Regions from separate parts of the Mus musculus genome. Here region 1 is linked to region 2. Evidence: chromatin contacts called from public Hi-C data. All regions are on one chromosome and are shown on one strand. The core of a region is the stretch at or near the end of the contact, and the rest is flanking DNA. Distances in the headings are between cores, read along the strand shown. Region 1 overlaps Dtd1 (D-tyrosyl-tRNA deacylase 1). Region 2 overlaps Dtd1 (D-tyrosyl-tRNA deacylase 1).

Region 1 (3,423 bases), core at 467-2,966, 78 kb before region 2:
CAGGCAGATTTCTGAGTTGGAGGCCAGCCTGGTCTACAAAGTGAGTTCCAGGACAGCCAGAGCTACACAGAGAAACCCTGTCTCAAAAAAAAACAAAAAGAGAGAAAGAAAGAAAAAGAGAGAGAGAGAGAGAGAGAGAGAGAGAGAGAGAGAGAAAGAAAGAAAGAAAGAAAGAAAGAAAGAAAGAAAGAAAGAAAGAAAGAAAGAAAGAAAGAAAGAAAGCAAGCAAGCAAGCTGGTATTCTTAAAGGAGGGGGAGGTGGCTCTCCCTAGAAGTCCAGCACTCTGGAGGCAGAAGCAGAAGGATCTTAAGAGCCAGGCTATTCTGGGCTACTTAATGAGACCATATTCCAAAATGAGAGCTTATCTAGCACGCACCACTCTGCTTTCAGTCCCCAAGACAACAAAGAAACAAGTATGTTCCATTAATAGGTTAAGAAGGGCAAGGACCATGTGACTGCCTTAAAAGATGAATCAAGGTCTACCACATGACAGCACTGTCAGGGGCAAGTGCCTCTAGATGCCATACCAGCCATTGAAGGTCAGTGTCATCAAGAGATACCACCACTCTATAATCATGGATCCCCAGCACATTTTGCTAAAGAATATGAAGTTCTCCAATTCCCTTCACCTCACTAATTAAAAGCTATGAATTGCCAGCTTTTCATATCATATAACTACCCATAGTAATATATTATTACTCAAGTTTTCTAAGCTCATCCCACTTTTTAAATGTGTTTGTTTGTGTGTGCCTGTATGCATACAAGTAGGAGGAATTCACTTCCTCAGGTATGTGTGTGTACACAAAATGGCCAGAGGCCAATGTTAGGCATCTTCACCAATCACTCTGCACTTTATTTTTTGAGACAGGGTCTCTCATTGAACCCAGAACTCACTGATTGGTTGGTGAGCCAATGATCTTTAGAGATTTGCATGCTTCCATCTCCCAAGCACTGAGGTTGCAGACCAATGGCAATGCCTCTGGCAAGCTTGTATGACAGGTACTTTCCCAACTAAAGCCATCTTCCCAGTCTACGCATGCCCCTCCTGTCTGAACATTTTTCAATAAACACAAAATAGAAGATAAAAAACTGTGTTTAACCCAAGGCCAGTGAAATGGCCCAGCAATAAAGGCACTTGCTGCTAAACCTGATGACCCAAGTTTAGTCCTTGGATCCCACATAATTAAAATTACTAGCTCCTACATCACATGAGATTGTGTGTGTGCGCGCACACACAAACACACACACACACACACACACACACACACACACGCTCGCGCACACGCACACACATGCTACCACATACTAAATAAATAATGTATGAAATCTTTATAGAAGAAAAGATTAAACTTTTCTTAAACAAGGCTTAAACTGAGTCCCTGATTGTTCTTTTCATTCATTTTCTTGGGTGTTTCTTGTGAGACTCACAAAGATGACCCACTGACTGCAAACAGATGTCGCCTTTTGTTTATATCCTCCCAGCTCCTTTACTTTCCATGTCACTAATCCCTACTAGCAAACATATTTCCTCCCCAGTTTAAAGAATGCCATGCTAATTTCTCTGCTTCCAGCGGCACCCCAGAGCCCTGAACTGGGTTTTGAATCAATATGCATGAGCAATTGTTTAAAGGTTCTAAACGGTTTACAATAGTCCAGCTCTGCATTTTCAGGGGGAAGAGTCCAGATGATTAAGTAACAGGAAATCCTGACAACAGCTAAAGCAATTTCGACACAGAAGATGAACTGCTCTTTCCCCTAGCCTGGCAGTTACAGAATCGCAGGCTGGCCAGTTGGCTTACTTTTAGGAGACTGTGATGGCTCCTTGCTAAAAGCCTTTCATGAGTGGTGAACCAAGAGATCAGACCTGTTCTTTCCAGAAGCCAAGAAGCAGACTGGAAGGGTGTGTCCACAGGCCTCCCCAGCAAGGATGGGCTTAGCCACTCAGGTGCCCAAGGAGAAGAGTCACATGTGACCCTGGAGGGACAGGTGTGACACAATGCCATAGACCAGATTCCGGACAGATCTGAGAGGTGGCTCTTTTCTCAGTCTTTTTTTTTTTGGGGGGGGGGGTAGTTTTTCGAGACAGGGTTTCTCTGTGTAGCCCTGGCTGTCCTGGAACTCACTGGGTTATAGAGAACTCGGCTGCCAAACCAACACTTGTTTGAATGGAGTGAAAAGACCGATGAGTCCCTTTGAGAAGACACACGGTTCTGAAAATTGACAGGGAAGATGCCATTGATTGATTCTGGAGTTCAGTGGATGCCAAAGCTCAAGCAATCAGTGTGATGGAACCATCTGGTAAGCCACAAGCACGTGGCCTTTCCTAAGGTTCAGGAAAGAGGCCCAGCCCCAAATGACACAACATATGTTCTGAACATGAGATGAATTCAAACCAGACAAGTCAGTGCTAACAACAGTCGGTAGATACACGCAGAAATGTCTGCACACCAGAGACCAGAGCAGAGTCCCCCAAGAAAGCAGTGAGCAAGTAGAGCCCTCCTGCTCATCCACAGCAGAAAGCCTGCAAACGACAGCCTGACACACCAATCTTCAGAGCTGGCAAGAAAACTTTCAATTTAAGAGTTCAAGGAATTTTAATGCTGGTCTTAGCAGCTTTCATTAGTTGTCATTTTATAGATTGAATCCACAGAAAATCCCAGAGTTTCAAGTTTTAAATTATGGTGGCTTCTACCATCAAAATAGAGCCGTCAAACTGCTTTGCCACGTCTTGGTTTGACTTTAGCCTCCTGTGATGTTTCTTTCCGCATTAAAGCCCTGGCCTATCAGGCCATGCTGTAGCAACTGCTGTCATACAAAGGGCTGGGAAGGCACCTACGGAAAGCCACATCCACAGGCAAGGCAGATGTGCAGTGGAGCCCCTCTATTATAGAGGCTGGGAAGTTGTCCAGCCTGGGAAACCTCAGAAACAAGCTGGGGCCCACACAGGGAGCAGTTTGAAAGGAACAGACAGACTTTCACCAGAGGGTCCCCTGAAGGAGTCCAGCCATAGGACTTGCTGAGTCAGTGCCTAAGGGCAGAGGCGCTGGGAAAGGCAGGGTTGACCCAGGATTCTGGTAAGCACCCAGGGCTCAGAGCTGGTCCAGTTCAGCTGGTCCTCCCTGGGTTTCAGGCTGCCCCTGAGCCTATAAGTGAGACAGGAGGACCTCAGGATGAACCTAGGGCTGGACACAGACTTTTTAGTAACGGCTTCACATGCACAGGTTTGAGGGAGAGGTGTGTTGACAGTCCCTCTCTGAGGTGCTAAACATTCCCCTATTTTAATAAACTCCACCGAAAACAAACAATGTGTTTTGCTCTGAAGAAAATGTGTGTGTGTCTGTGTGTGTGTGAGGGGGGGTGCGGGAGGTATTTGAGTGTAAATGTGCACATGTGTGTATACATACATGCAGAGGCTAAAGTAC
Region 2 (3,181 bases), core at 503-3,002:
GTGGCAGTCATCAGTCACTAACGTATTAGGTTGCTACACTGGCTTGTCCCTTGACATCTGTAGTGGTGTCAAGAAGGCACCATACTTTGGGGACATTTGTATCACTGCAAGTATAGGAATGGGGTTAGGAGACTGAGGGAGCACTGACAAATGAAACCAGATTCACGTGTGACCTCAATAATCCAGGCCAGCCATCTTGCTCCCCGGCAGCTGCACAAACAGAGGTTGCAGAGTATTTTTAGATACCATGCAGCTGAGAGGGAGGAGGGATTGGCCTGGAGGAAACCAACACCTGAACCAGATGGAAATGGCAATGTCAGATTCCCTGCGGTTCCGCTGCTCTCAAATGTCCATGTGCTGGTGGAGAACATGATTAGAAATGGCAGTCTACTCGTCTTCCTCACCCCACACCCTCACATGCCCAGAAGTTATGCATTTTAGCAAGTACCCTGGGTACCTGTATGGCAGGAGTCCTCAGGCCACCCCTGGAGGAATGCTATCACCAGCTCACACTGACTTTGAAGGAGAGACACACTGCAGCTCCCAGTCCATAGCATTTTCCAGAAACTACACACACACACACACCATGAGGCTGAGCTCAAAATAGTTTGTGCATCTCAAAAGCCCACCTGAGCCAATTAAGACCCCACTCGCCCAATTTAACCTCTTAGAGACTGGCTAGCTAATAGCAAATGTAAAATAGCAAATGCCTTTTCAATCATTACACTGCCCTCAAAATGTATTATCATGGCAAGGTCTTTATGTAGTTGGGTGTTCTGTGTATTAAGCACATCCTTGAAGCAATCATAGTAAACGCTGCATTTCTATCACTTCCAGAGCACTCTTCACATTCCAATGCTGAGATACTTAACACCATCCCACAAAACACAACTGGATGGAGGAACGTTTTTTACAATTACCTAGGACTCCTGATAAATCACTTAAAAGTTAAGGATTCACAATTAAAATCTTGAGCCTCTGTGATGAAATTATTGCTATGTTCAAAACATAAGCCCTGGGGGAAAACAGAATTGACCAATTCTTAGAATCAAAAAGGATGATATAATCTTTGACAGGTCGTGTAAGCAAGGTGAGGGGTCACTGCTCATCTACCACAAATGAAACCAGCTCCCAAAATAATGAAAAAGCTCTGCCCAACTACAAAATAAAACTTCTCTCCAGATCTTCCCGACACACAAACGTGTCAGGAACAAATTAAGTGCTTAAAGTTTAAGTCACTAATACATTTGTGCTCTGATAGATTGGTTTAGAGCAAAATAGATTCTTTGGCTTGGTGCAACTAGAAACTGTGCACGTATCAGAGACAGGGCTGTGAATCACAGTTTCAAAACTGCCATCCAAATTCCCATCACAAGGAAAAACTCTTCAAGTTTTACAACTCTGATAGCGCAGGCTATAGATTCAAGACGGTAAGATGAAAGTCAATTGATCCGACCACCCATCGATGGGCTCCCAAGCAGAGAGGCACAGTCACATGTGTCTTGGGAAGGCTTCTTAAGACTGCAGTGTACTGACTCAGGACAACCGCCCACATGGAAATGAGTTAAAGAACTGAAAGAAAGGGGAGCCCTGGCAAGTCCCCACCAGAAGGGAGAGCCTGCTTGCAGACATGTGGTGGGCTCCGGCCTTTCCATTCATGGGCTAGGCATTCTGGCGGGTGTTAGACAAGGCCTGGGACACCTGACTGCCGCTAGTAGTGGGCAGAGATGAGGAAGTTCAGGAGCCCCACCCACTCACTCTCCAAACCACTCCCCACAGGGCTGTTTTTATTTCATAACTCACAGTAAAGCAGATGTTCAAACCAAGAGAACCAGAAACCAGGCAGGATTCCACATGTGAGAGAGGTCTGGCCAAATCCTTGTCTCACCCTGGTGGGAGGCCTTCAACATAGACTGGAACCCAGAAACCAGTGTCACCAGAACAATGACCATGACAACAACACAAACTGTATAATGGAGGAGCAACCGAAGCAGAAATAAAACGAACTCAGCCAGTATTTCTTCAGCCAACTAATGTGACAGAACAGACTACAATACTGTGAGAAGTGGTAAGACCCAAGTCCCATGTCAGCAACCAGACCTGCAAACATCTTACTGAAGCAAGTCAAGTACCCGAGCCTGTTGGAACTGGCCGGTGTCAGGGGAGATTCTGATCTAGAGCCAAACATAAAACCAGCAGAAAGGGGAATATCTGCATTCCTTCCATGAAAAGGCCAGCATCCACATGACTATTCCTTGTGATAGAGCTTCTCACTAGATAGGTCCCTCATCTGCAGCTCCATAAATGGCAAGCTGTGTGGACACCTGCATCAGGCTGTCTGGCAGAAGCCATATGTGTTTATCTGTCTGTCCTCTGTATCACCTGAATTCCACAGCACTGATTAAAGGCTGCTCCAGTCGACAGAGACAGAAGGATAAGCAGAAACACCAAATGGACTTCTTTTCCATCCCCTGCTGCACCCTACAAATTCCCTCCAGATCCTCCAGATACCACAAATGTGTCTGTTTCCACCCTCCCAGGTCCAGGCACAGTGATAGACACTGGCTGGTAAGCACAGAGAGGAAGTTATAGCTAAAGCAACAGCATTACTCAAAGAAGCATAAAGTTAAAAGCTTCATGGAGTTAGAGGCACCATTCTGCACTAGTCAGCTCCTGACAGTGATCTGTCAATAGACACATGAGTTAGTGCAAAGATGTGTGTTAGAGGTTCATTTTTCTAGCTTCTTCCAGTGTTTCTACTTAGTCAGGCTTTCAACCACAGTAAATAAATGAGCACATAAGTAATTCCTAGCCATATTCTTAAATAGGAGGGCTCTGAACCCCAGAAAAGAACCCTTCCATTACCCAATGTGCTGCCTCGCTAGGAGAAATGCCCACCTGCTCTTACATAATGTCACTTCGTCCATGTGAGTGTCAGGGAAGTAGCCCCCACTCAGGAAAGGTCACTTAAGATTAAAACCAGAACAAGTGTCTACCTCAGGGATGCTGGGCTAGGGTGCTGATCTCCCACCATCTAGGCGTCTGCAGACATGCACCTGCAACCATGCACAGGTAAACATCAGGAAGCCCCAGAACCCTGTTCTCCCACAGCCACAGCACACAGGAAAGCACAGGCTCCCACAGGAGGGAGGCAGCTCCCGCTCAGCTCGCATAGCCTGAG

The links. Hi-C and Micro-C count contacts between places; a contact is called where the count stands out from the background.
Region 1: a contact with region 2 is called in a Hi-C map of myeloid progenitors, with 2.5 times the contacts expected there. The contact joins two enhancer-like sites. A contact is called at or near these places in 9 of 484 Hi-C or Micro-C datasets (adipose-derived mesenchymal stem cells, cumulus cells, myeloid progenitors and 4 more), 1 of 115 datasets of contacts at active chromatin or transcription factors (embryonic stem cells) and 2 of 9 other capture datasets (adipose tissue and pancreatic islet).

The regions. Positions count from the first base shown.
Region 1 is chr2:144,718,949-144,722,371 of GRCm38.p6, reverse strand. The region is part of intron 4 of Dtd1 (D-tyrosyl-tRNA deacylase 1); the gene reads right to left. Among named protein-coding and RNA genes, the nearest start is that of Gm39951, 50 kb to the left of the region's middle. Within about 2 kb of position 1,716, at least 38 of the 459 cell types and tissues checked have an H3K27ac peak or open chromatin away from gene starts, as enhancers often do. A contact at or near this core is called in myeloid progenitors, where this site is marked.
Region 2 is chr2:144,640,747-144,643,927 of GRCm38.p6, reverse strand. The region is part of intron 4 of Dtd1 (D-tyrosyl-tRNA deacylase 1); the gene reads right to left. Among named protein-coding and RNA genes, the nearest start is that of Dtd1, 42 kb to the right of the region's middle. Within about 2 kb of position 1,752, at least 41 of the 459 cell types and tissues checked have an H3K27ac peak or open chromatin away from gene starts, as enhancers often do. A contact at or near this core is called in myeloid progenitors, where this site is marked.